Regions from separate parts of the Rattus norvegicus genome. Here regions 1 and 3 are each linked to region 2. Evidence: chromatin contacts called from public Hi-C data. All regions are on one chromosome and are shown on one strand. Each heading gives the region's core, a stretch centred on a gene start, on an enhancer-like site or on the middle of the called end of the contact. The rest is flanking DNA. Distances are from core to core; before and after follow the strand shown. Region 1 overlaps Sbf2 (SET binding factor 2). Region 2 has its middle 18 kb from the start of Adm. Region 3 has its middle 11 kb from the start of Ctr9.

Region 1 (3,920 bases), core at 903-3,402, 260 kb after region 2:
AGGTAATGTGAAATAAGCTGGAAGAAGGAAAGAAAATCGGTCAGTGAACCATAGAAATCAAAGATGAAAATGCTCTCTGGGCAGAAGATGTGTTGTAAATCAAAAGATCAGGATGAGGTGAACTAACCACCTGAATTCTTAGGCTGGCAGGGAAGCTACATGCTTAAAGAATTGTGGTTTTGTGCTAAATGAGTGCTGACCACTCCTTCTTGTAAAGTTTGTGGTTCCTTTGCTAAGAAACATAAATCAAGTGGGAAATGTGGCACCATCTGAAGAGAAGCAGAGGGAACTTGTTTTAAGGAACTAGAATGAAGAACTTGATATTAGTGCTCTGGCCCCAGTGCATATTGTTTATTCTAGCTACTTGACAAGGCAAACAAGGATTTGACAGTGAGGCATTAGTCACTGCTTTGTCACATTCATTTGAAATTTGAGGACCAGTAAGTTAAAAGCAGAAATATTTAACTATTCCCTTGTTACATATTAGTGAATTATTTTCTTTGCTTGCCTGTAAATGCATGTATGCTTGTCTGAGGATTGAACCAAGCATGCTGTGTATCCACTGTACTTCTGGTGTTTTGAATTTGGCTTCATTTCTTAATACAGTGAATTCCAAGTTTATCCATGGTCACATAGAAAGGGAGATGACACTTTCCACTTGAGTAACATTCCACTTGAATAGATGGCCTAAGTTTTATTTCTCTGTTGACTTGCTGAATAACAATTTTGGCAATAATGAGTATCCTAAACATTTATACAGGTATTTACAAAAAATGTAAATTTTAATCCTCTTAGATAAATACTTAGGACTGAGATACCAGGATATATGGTAACACAACATTTAACTTTGTTTAAAAACTGCTGGTTGTTTTTCTAAGTGTCTATATTTTGTATTCCCACCTGCAGTATATGAGAGTTCCATTTGCCGTCTATCCTAAGCAGCACTCAGTATCATAACTTATGTTTTGTTTCTTTGTGTTTCTTGCAGTCATTCTCAAAAGTGTACAGTAGTGTCTCTTTGTGGCTATTTTAATTTCAGCAGGCAAATAAATGAATATAATGTTACCTAATCATTATATGCAAATGCTGCCTTAATATCTGTGATAAAAGTAATTAGGTAAGAACAGAGACTCTTTATCTGGAATTGTTAAAGTATTGATTCTCAAAACACTCAACCTTCCTTACTCTATCATTATCATATTGGGCAACATCAGAAGACACTTAGTTAGCACAGCTGGAGAGGCTGTGCTATTGTGCTAGTAAATACAGGTCATTGATGCTTCCAAATATTTTACAGTGCATGACAACACCCACATCTTCTCTAAACAAAGAATTGTCAAGTTTAAAATGCCAGTAATATCAAAAATAAGAAGCACATCAAATGCAAATGACACAGTTCATCACATTAGATGAGAAGAGCCTCAACACAAAGTGCATTAAGATTAAGAGAGCAGGATGGATGTCAGCGGTCATTAAAAGGTTAATAAAGTTAGAAAATTGAGACAATTACATTCCATCAGTCTCATCTACTGTCAGGTAGCCCAAGAGTCCAATTATATTGGTTTTCAGTGATTCACATAATAATAATAATGTCTTCAACTACATTTGGGAATATTTCTGTTATTCCCCAGAGTGCTGGGTATGAATAGTGGGTATTAAATAATTTTAAGTATCTGAACCAATCTAGAGTATTTAATAACCTCTAACAAAGAATGCTTGTTTTATTGTTGTTACTAGTGTGGCTGTGGCCTACTTTAGATTTCCAGTAAGTCTTAGGAGTTTTGTTTTGTTTGTGTATTTGACATGTGTGTTTGGCCTTCTTTTCTATAAATCCTAAGCATACTCTCATTTAGTCTGACAAATAATGAAGAAAATTGATGTTGCCTGACCACTGATTTATAGTTGGTAATTTTTTTAAAAATCTGACAAAATCAGTGAGCTTCTCCCTATGTGTACTATATCAGGATTTTGAAAATCATCATCAAAATTTAAAATTTACTCCCAATGAAAGGGCTGAATTTAGCCACACTTTCTCAGGCTGTTCATTCTGGTGGACTTGCACAAAATTGTTTCCGTGTCACTGTGTTTAGTTGTCTGAGTCTTTGGTTGTTACTTTAAATTTACATTCTCTGAACTCAAGTAAGAATTTGTTTGTTGGTTTGGACTGTTAGAAAATAACTGATTTCCTGGTTTCAGCTGTAAAACTAGATTACAGTTTTTAATGAAATCAGGAACATAAGAAGCCAGTCCAGACCAATTCATAGTGAGAAGAGTAGATATTTTTAAGACCTTCTGGAATATAGCAAATCCTAACTTGAGCTTCCTTTTCTTGCTGCTTGTTTCACACAAGTGATATGGGGTTCAAGCAGTTTTGTGACACATAGGTTCGTCTACACTTAACATGCTGCCCATTAGAGGGCAGTAGTGCACAGACACAGCAGCTAGGGAACCAAATAGTATATTTGCATCAGATAAACACGTGTGTCATAAATTACCAAATCTATTCAAGGTCTACATTTCACTATAGAATGTTTCTGCAACGACAGAGAGGCTCACCTTTGAACTTTTAGCATGGGGTTTTCAAAGGCTTATAGACTTGGTTTACAGGTTTTCTGATTTGTTTATAGGAACACTGTTAGTGAGCAACATCATTTCTTTAAGAAGTGATTTATTTTAGGCTTGCTGCTACTTCTACTACAAGTGCAATTGCTATTATTACTAGCATATACATAGTTGGTATTGCAATATTAGAAAGGAAAGGAGTACATTTCATTTTAAACACATGGTATCATACAAAGTATGTAATAATGAGCTATTTTTAAAATAAATGTAATCTAGACTTTTAGAAAATAGTCTGAGATTGATCCTGGGGTGCATGTAAGTATTTGTGTTATGAGAACGTCTCAATAACAACTGGTGATAGCCCTCACGAGACGTCTATGATACTTCAGATGAGGATGAGCAAGTCATCCTGTCCCGTATCATACTACTAATGAAGTACTCAGGCTTGGATGTGAACCCCCGGGCATTCTGAAGTCAGAAACATAAACTAAAAGTACCTTGTACCCTGGATTATCTAAATTTGCTGTTGAATTGTAATGCTACCTGGTTTTATCATGTTTTCATGTCTAATCTTGTTTCTGGGCTGACTATTCAGCTTGTTCATTTAACCCTTGACTAAGAGTCATAAGGTTATATAAGGTTGCATACATCTGGAAACCTTGACTCAGCCATTTTTCTCTCCATTAGTCAGTATAGTACTGGAAAAAAGTACCTGAAACAATTAACTTACAAGGAGGAAAGATTAATATTGACTTTATGGTTCAGAGACTTTAAGGAAAATCTGCTGGACTGATGTTTTGGGTATAGTGACATAGCTCATCATGATGACTGTTCATAGTAAAAGAGGCTGTTCATCTCAGTGTAGCTAAGAAACAGAGACAGGAAGGGGCCAATATCCTCATCAAGGGTGCATACCTTGTGATATAACTTCCTTCCTCTGGACCCTAACTCCTAAGGATTTTAGCACTCCCAGGAGCATCAATGGCTGATGACGAAGCCTAGCATATGGGTCACTGGGGGACTTGTAAGATCCAAGCTGTAGTCTTCTGAACTTCCTTGACTTTTATGTGTTTTTTATTTTCCTGTAAAGATAAACATGCCACATTACAGATTTTGACTAGAAGTGTTGTGTGTAACCTTTATTTTTTCTAAATGACCTTAGCCATTATTTGAACAGCAGGTAATAGAGATGGTAAGGAAAATAAAATGTAACTCAGAGATACTTGCATTATTATAAAACTTTCTACTTTAGTTTTTTTTTTTTATGTTTTAGAAGTTGTTAAAATGAGGCTCTATATGGCTCAGTGGGTAAAGCCATGTAAACCTGACAACCCGAGTTCAAATCCCCAGAGTTCATG
Region 2 (4,186 bases), core at 1,142-3,641:
CAGTCTGTAGCGACTAAGATTACATTTGTTCTAAGAGAAACAGACTGAAAGGACAAAAGGCTAATTGCAAAAGTGCTCTTTTTCAGCTCAGAGAAGTCTTGCTGTATTTTCTTAACAGCATCTTAGTTACCAGACACAACAGAAGGCATAAAGGCTGGTATCAAAAACAATGGGGGGGGGGCTGGGGATTTAGCTCAGTGGTAGAGCGCTTACCTAGGAAGCGCAAGGCCCTGGGTTCGGTCCCCAGCTCCGAAAAAAAGAACCAAAAAAAAAAAAAAAACAATGGGAAACAATCACGCCCTGATACCACCTGGCACACTTCTTGCTCATCAAAAGGCAAGCATGTTGGAGAAGCATGGCCTTGTCCACGTGCTCATCATGGAGTCTACACACGCCCTTGTATGGGAACATTTGTCAGGCTGCAGCTATGGTATCCTTCTGACCAATCAGTTGTCCAACCTTCTGATCATCTTGAGTTGCTATCCCTACTGTCTCCACCAACTCAGAGTGAAGGAGCTGGCCGAACTTTCTAGATGGAACTTTGAGCTTCGGCTAAGGCTTCTGGGGTGAGCAAGGATACAGCAGATGCAAGAAATGGTGGGCTCCCATGCTCCTCCAAGCAAGAGTACCAGTAAGCACTTAGCTTATTATCGATTGAACATCTGTGTCCCTGCCTGAAGAAGAGAAGTGAAATGATCCAGAATCTTCTAGAACTGAGAACTACAAGAGTATCCTTCGAAGAAGGGAAAGCTGAAACCATTACACCAGACGTACAGGGGTTTCCCTCCTTCTTGGGTTCCCTCACTTTCCATTGTTGAGATCACATCAGCCCCCAAGAAAATATTGCTTTAGTGACTGGCCTCTTGCCATGGCTGAACCAGGCTAGAACATTCCCAAAGCCTTTACACAACACTAGAGAAGAACAACTGGACATAAGCAAGAAACATAAACACAACACAGGCTTGTGAACTACAGTAACAAGGGCAAGAATTAAAGAACCAGACACGGGAGGGAGGAAGGAATTTTGAGTGCTATGACTTTCTTGTTAATTTCTCAAGAGCCATACTTACTCCATAAGCAATACATTTGTATTTTGAAGCCTCTATAGTGTAACTTTTGGTCTCCTTGTCATACTCTAGTACTTTATGGTTTGTCTACCTTGAGCTGTTTATCTGAGTAATTCTGAGAAGCCTTCCTCCTACTCCTTCCTCCCTTCCCCCATGATGATCCCCACCCCCTCCAGGACTTCTGCAGATGAGCACATAGGTGATCAACTCAGTCATTGAACAAAAGTGCCCCTAATTAGGAGCTGTGGCGCAAGACACTGAGTAATGAGCCATTGCCTACCCGGTCTTATCAGACACAGTCTGATAGGAGGAACTATTAAGGGTCATTTCCTTAATACTTATGTCAACTAAAAACTACGAGATTTGACTTTTAAAAGAAGAGATTTATATGAAAATACATCTAACAGGCTCATTGATCTCTGCCAACAAAAAGATCATTGTTTAGAGAATCCTCAAGTCAATGATGACAACTGAAAGAAGATCTTGTGTGTGAGTACATCTTCCCGAAGATGGCAAAGAGGAAAATCCCACTTTCTAGAACTATCAAGACAGGTGATCTCTGTTCTCTGTGCCTGCAGTCGGATGACTAAGAGGCTCTACCAGAACTATCCAAGCTTATGACTGTTAACTCTTCACCATTGTCTCCACATCTAACCTGAGCTCAGATTTTCCCACCTGGCGGCGTTATCTTCACTTCTCTGGGAATTCCTTAACCTGCCTCAGTTTCCTCAAAGAAGATAAGATAAGATCTGAAGACGTCACAAGTAAATGTGAGCTGAAGCCTGCTGGCCAGCTCTACTGGGAAGAACATTTCCACTTCCGGGGCAGGGCAGGGGATATTCACAAAGAATACTATCCATTGACACACCCTTCAGAGAACAGTCTGTGCGGGAACTAGCCTTCAATCATGGCTCATATGGCATAATTGCCTTATGAGGAAGATACCCAAATTCTTAAGGATTGAACCTTGCTCAAGGGGTTCACTGGGCAGGGCCCTGTAGGTCCTTGGTGGGGTCAGGGAGACTCAGCAAGCTTATTCTAATGGATGGGACAGACAGCCATTGAACTAGCTTAAAAGACAGCAAGCACCCATGGGACCCTACCATTTATCCTAGCACATAACAGACCTGCTGGTACAGAATTATATAAACATACATTTCACATCCCCCAAGTTCCTCAAGACATTTGGCAAAGACCAATTCACATGCTTAGATTATTCCAATAATGTATTCCAAAGGAAACAGCAGGTGGCAGCAGAGGGTTACATTTTTTTACTCTTTGGCACGGAATGAGAACAAAGTGTTAGGGCATAATCACATCTGAGTCACCCCACTGGCCTAGAGATGGCTCACCACCATTTTGTCATGTGGGTAGTGTAGAGTCATCTCCAGTGGGCTCTGTGAATTTTAAAAAGAGACTCTCCCAAAAGCCCCTGTCCAAAGCCAGAAGGCTTCCTGATTTCTGTGAGCCGAGCAAGACAGCAACTCCCGGCAGACTCCACCTCCAGCTTTGAGTCTCTCATATCCTGTGGCCCAATGTCAGGGCATGCTAGTTCATGGCTTCTTCACATCGGAGAGGCCCTCAAAAAACATGGTGAAGTAGACGAGTGGCTAACAAGTGAGTTTTCACAGCACCGTGTTTTTGCTCCATTATATTATCCAAAGCTAGAGTGTGGGGGCTGAGAAAGGGAATTAATAGAACCTGAAACTGAGGTACTTGGCACATTAGAGACCTCAGAAAGTCCCATCAAAACCAGCAGCTGCTGTAGCACTGGGCTCATGAGCTGACAGTGCTGTGATCACTCCCCCACTTGGCCCCAAGTCTTCCTTGCCTTACATAGTCCTATGCTTGGCTTCTAATGTGCAAGCTGCAGCTGGAAAGTTTGCAGTATAGTGTTGTGTTGGATCTTGCAGGCCAGTCCTTTGTTGAATTGCTTTGCAGGGCAAATCCAAGTTTACCTTTAATACGTGACTGGAGCCTGCTAGTGGATGAGAGTTCAGTGGATAAGAGTACTCGATACCAAACCTGAAGACCTGAGCTCAATCCTGGGGGCCCACAGGGTGGAAGGAGAGAATCAACTTCCATATATTGTGGTCTGACCTCTACCTCTACGTGCAAACACACAGCACTCACATGCACACACACACACACACACACACACACACACACACACACACACACACACACGCTCGAAATATAAACATTGTGAATGGTCAGTTTGGTGCTCTGGGCAGGTTCCTCAGAAACACTTGGACTTAGCTGCTTTGTTTCCATCAAAAAAGAAACTGAAACACATCGTTTAGAGGAGGGTAGAGGTATGGAGGAAGATGGAGGGATAGTTGGAGGGATGGAGGTGGAGGGAAAGATGGGGGAGGGAGGGAGGGATAAGGAGGATGGAGGATTTTGCTAAATTTTGATAAAAGGAACAAAATTTAGCTCTTTTTTTTTCTCTCTCTCTTCTCCCTCTATTACCTCCCTTCCTTCCCCATCTCCTCAATTCCAATAAATCTCCTCCCCATGACAAAAAAAAAAAGGAACAAAATTTATTAAAAAAAAAAAAAAAAGACAAAATTGGAAATCTGGTTCCTAAGATCCTAACAGATCTTGCAAACAGATGTACTTGTGGGTTTTCTTTCTGAAAGTTGAGTTGACAAAAAAATTAGCAGCCTTGGCCCTTTGTAAGTCACATAATTGAACTTGCAGCATCCACAGAGCCTGGAAGAGCCTCCGGAAAGGTGGGGTAGCAAATGAGGACAATATTCTGTGACTTGATGTGTGGCTTCAGCTTCAGACATTGAATGAGCTGGTTTTACTTTCCTACAGAAAACATAATCTTGGGGCTGGGAGTGTGGCTCAATGCTTGCCTAGGATGCCAGTCGCCAGCAGTGCACCCTGGTGATACCGAAGCGGTGGCACATTCTTGCCATACCAGTCCTAGGGACGTGGGGGCAGAAAGATGAGACATTGAAGGTCATCGTCCACTTTATGATGAACTCAGAGCCAGTCTGAACTCCATGAGATCCTGTCAAGAAAGAGAGGGAGAGAGGAAAGCAGTCAGGCAATGCTATCTTATTTTGACATCTTCAGGATGAGCCTCTCAGCTCTCTTCATGGAAAGGG
Region 3 (3,869 bases), core at 605-3,104, 360 kb before region 2:
GATTGGCCAGGAGAATGAACATAAACCTTTTGAGTTTTGATATAGATTCTACAGGGAAACTGCAGTTTGAGGCATCCAAGCTGTGCATGTAGCTCAGTGGCAGAGCGTGTCACTTGGCATGCACAGGTCCCTGGGCTTGATCCCCAGGAAGGAGAAAAAGAACACAAGCCATTGCTCTACCTGCACCCTTCAGTAAGAGTGGGCACTTTTCCCGGCACCACAGAGGCTTTTGGTCTTTTATTTTCCCACTTTGCTAACTGGAAACACACTATGTTAATTTCTTCAATTATACCACAGGAGAACATCTTCCCATATGTTCAGGGTCTTCTCCATTTATTTCTCTATAAATATTTCTCTATTCAGCATGGCTTTCTATTGGCTTCTTTAAAAAAAAAAACTCATTTATACCAGTTCTGTTTAACTTAAGGAAAGCACTCTCTGACAAGTCTCTTCTGAGATATATTTTCTCTGGTTTGGAAGTCAGTCTTTTGAGTGAACTTCTCTTTTTGGACCCAAATAATGTTGCTATTTGTGCAAATTTATTGGCTTCTCTCTTTAAGGCCCCTGGGTTTTATAGTCATCTCAGAAGAGCCTTTATTTTTCTTGGATTCGGTAATAAAATAATTGGCATTTTAAGTGACTTTATGAGTTAGTGTCTGCATCTGAAAGTTCTTCCTTCTGGAGTGACTGTGGGGGTAACGAGTGAGACAAGAACTCGTGTAGTCTCAAAGGTGGCAGGCAGCTGCCTCATCCCTGGGTTCTGAAAAGTGGAGGCCACTCAGGGCTGGGCTGGCCTTGGAGATGGCACCTCAATCCTCCTCAGCCCTGTTTTGATATTTCCCTGTACAGTACAGTACATCACCTGCTTTTGAGTTGATTTCTGACTTTTCTTTGGCTTCAGTACTCTCGTCCTGTAGACTTGTTAGTGGTTAGAACTTCAAAATCCATCTTGGTGCGGGAAGACACTTGGTACAGGGGAGACAGAGGAGGTCTTGTTACCTAGATGACTAAGACGCAATCAGCTTCATTAAGAGCCGACAGGATTGTTCTGGGCAAAGGAAGTGGCATGCCTGAAGTGGGCAGGGGACAGCCTGGCCTGTTTGAAGGAACTGTGAGAGGCCTGTGTGGTGAGCATGGTAAACGGGGCATAAAGGATGTGATGGTTTGGAAAGATGGCCAGATTACGACACGTGCTTAGACTTATTTTATCTACGTGAGTATTTTGCCTGCATGGATGTTTTTGCACCATGTATGTGTCTAATGCCCAGGAAGGTTAGAAGAAGGTGTTGCAGTCCTTGGAACTGGAGTTACAGATGGTTGTGAGTTGTGTGGATGCTGTGATCCAAACCCAGGTCCCTGGCAAGAGCCACAAGTGCTCTTGGAAGCTGAGCTGTCTCTCTGGCAATGTGGTCCAGATTTGAAGTTGGTGTGTGTGTTTGTGTGTGTGTGTGTGTGTGTGTGTGTGTGTGTGTGTGTGTGTGTGTGTGTGTGTTTATTTCATCTTCAGTGTGCAGAGAGGTCTACATGGAGACACCAGCCCACATACAGATGTTTAGAATCATGACAATGGGGCAAGAGAGTGTAGACAGAAAAGAGCGGGGGACAGACCCTGAAGGGTGCCCGATCCCAGAGCCCAGAGGGGTCAGCCAGGGGTGGGCTGAAAGAGGGACGGGCTTTATAGCCTTCTGTGGCTTCCAGTGCTTTTACAGGACAGGCTGGTCCCCATGTGCTCCTGGCTCCATCTCTCCTGACTCCTGCTCTCCCCGTCCCGTGCCCCCTTACCCTCCCATCCCACAGCAGGTTTTGGTTTTGATTTTTAATTTTCAGCCTGACTCACTGCTGTGTTGACTCAGGGCAAGAAGCCTCAAGGAAGCCTCTTTTTTGTTTCTTATCCTTAGTTTGACATAGTATCTAGCAAATAGCAGGCATTCAGCAGGTTTGATTCAGGAATGGAGAAGCTCTTTTAATGGGTCTGAGACTTTGTAAAGTAGCCTTAACCCCTTTCTACCTTTTTGTTTGTAAAGAAACAAATCGAGGATAGGATTCTTGGAACAAGAAGGTGACTTTTCACAGGTTCCAGCAGGGTGAGCCTGTGATGGCCGGGTGAATCGGTGAGCCTGGTTGCTGCGGAGCCAGAGGCTGTGTAGTCCAGGACCCAGCAGGGGGCAGCAGAGGGCCATGCAAAACCGGAACTCTCGACCGCTGCCTGGGCTTCTCTTGTTTGCTGAACCTGGTGCCTTCAGAGTCAAGACAGAGTGTTTTGAGATCTGCTGATACAGCATTGAGTGCCAGTGTCTTCCTGTGGGTCCCTGGAAAAGGGAAAAATGAGGTGGGAAGATGGGTGGAGATGGACGCGACGACGGGGCTGCCTCACACTCAGGTGGAACAGTGATCACAAGTAGGATTTGGGGCCCTTTTGGCTTCAGTCAGGCAGGGAACTAGGAGTGGTGAAAGTGCTGCTCCCAGAACTTACATGGTCAGAAATAACTTCGTTTCTTTTGTTCTCTAATCTAGTTTTCATTCTGTCCTCCTTTTTGTTGGTAAGGGGTTTTTGTGTTTGTTTTAAATGCCCAACCTATCACGGGTGCTGCTGGGTAAAGGGATTTTGCAGCGGGTCACTGGGGGCTATCGAGGTCACAGCAGCAGTGACCAGAGTGCAAGGTCTTGCATGGAAACTGATTAGTCCAGGATTTTGGTTTCCCAACTCATATACTTTGCATAAATGCAAACCATAACATACATCCACAAACCAAGTGCATGCACTCTTATGGGCAGACATCACCCATGTAACATACATTCACATGCTCAAAGGCATACATGCCACCTATGACCCTTCATGCATGCATACTGACATACAGCCTAACACACTGTGGGGGGCTCTGCCATGGGTTTTATGGAGACATTCCAACTCCTCTCCCTCACCTCCAGGTCCCCGTGCAGAGAGAGAGCAACAGTGTGATTTAAGTCTAGGGTCAAACCAGCTCTCAGCCCTTGCACCTAATGCCACCAACACGATCCCAGCCCCTTGACCTCACCTTGGTGACTGCACCTCTGTGAAGAGTGAAGAGGGAGGAAGTAACTGTGGAAGCTGCCCGCTGCTATTCTGTTACCCCCAACAAAAAGCCAGGTCAGAAAAAGCTGACGGGGATGTGCAGATGAGAGGCTTACAGACAGAGTTGGCAGTGGTTTCTCCACACCCCCAATATCTGGAGCCTCAGAGCAGCCTGTGCCACCTCTGGACTTTAGGTTCTGATATTACATTGCCGTGGGGTTTTGATTCATTCACATTGTGCTTTTCTTACTTATATATAGGGTTCTCAATGAGGAGCAACGTCTATCAGAATTCTTGTTGGGAAGGCCAGGAACAGGGCCAGCCTCTGATTTCTCTCCTTTCCTTCTTTTAGCCTTTTGATCCTTAGTGTGACCACGGGCACTGTGTGCAGTTCTTGGAACTTCATGTAGGAGAAGACAGTAGTGCTTGAACCAGGATGTACAGCAGCCTCTCTTTCTTCTAAACAAAGTGACACAATTCAAACGCAGAGAAGAATGGCTCTCTGCATGAATCTTAATTTTTTGCAGAGGTTGAGATGAGATTCCGCCAGTGCCTTTGGATTAGGAGGGCAGAAAACCTTTGCTGTCGCCCTGCTCCTCTTCCCTCCAATCTCTCTCACTACTCTGAGAGTGAACATTACTTATCCGACTTTGAAGATGGATTATGAAGATGTCTCAGAGAGGATGTTTTCTGCTCAATAGAGTGGAGCCCAGCCTCCCGTCTAGGGTTCTTTGGCTCAAAAGCTGTGGGTGCTTCTCCAGGAGGGAGTGGCCCTGATTGAACTCAGACTGTTCACGTGATCTGCTTTGGGGTAGGC

The links. A called contact is a pair of places that touch in the nucleus more often than the background predicts.
Region 1: a Hi-C map of the Rat2 cell line shows a contact between it and region 2, with 4 times the contacts expected there. The contact joins two enhancer-like sites. A contact is called at or near these places in 6 of 12 Hi-C or Micro-C datasets (the Rat2 cell line, Schwann cells, hepatocytes and 3 more).
Region 3: a Hi-C map of the A7r5 cell line shows a contact between it and region 2, with 7 times the contacts expected there. The contact joins two enhancer-like sites. A contact is called at or near these places in 3 of 12 Hi-C or Micro-C datasets (the A7r5 cell line, Schwann cells and frontal cortex).

The regions. Positions count from the first base shown.
Region 1 is chr1:173,936,098-173,940,017 of GRCr8, reverse strand. All of the region lies in intron 12 of Sbf2 (SET binding factor 2), which reads left to right. Among named protein-coding and RNA genes, the nearest start is that of Sbf2, 220 kb to the left of the region's middle. Within about 2 kb of position 2,152, at least 2 of the 93 cell types and tissues checked have an H3K27ac peak or open chromatin away from gene starts, as enhancers often do.
Region 2 is chr1:174,195,831-174,200,016 of GRCr8, reverse strand. No RefSeq gene overlaps it. Among named protein-coding and RNA genes, the nearest start is that of Adm, 18 kb to the right of the region's middle. Within about 2 kb of position 2,391, at least 12 of the 93 cell types and tissues checked have an H3K27ac peak or open chromatin away from gene starts, as enhancers often do. A contact at or near this core is called in the A7r5 cell line, where this site is marked.
Region 3 is chr1:174,559,241-174,563,109 of GRCr8, reverse strand. No RefSeq gene overlaps it. Among named protein-coding and RNA genes, the nearest start is that of Ctr9, 11 kb to the left of the region's middle. Within about 2 kb of position 1,854, at least 6 of the 93 cell types and tissues checked have an H3K27ac peak or open chromatin away from gene starts, as enhancers often do. A contact at or near this core is called in the A7r5 cell line, where this site is marked.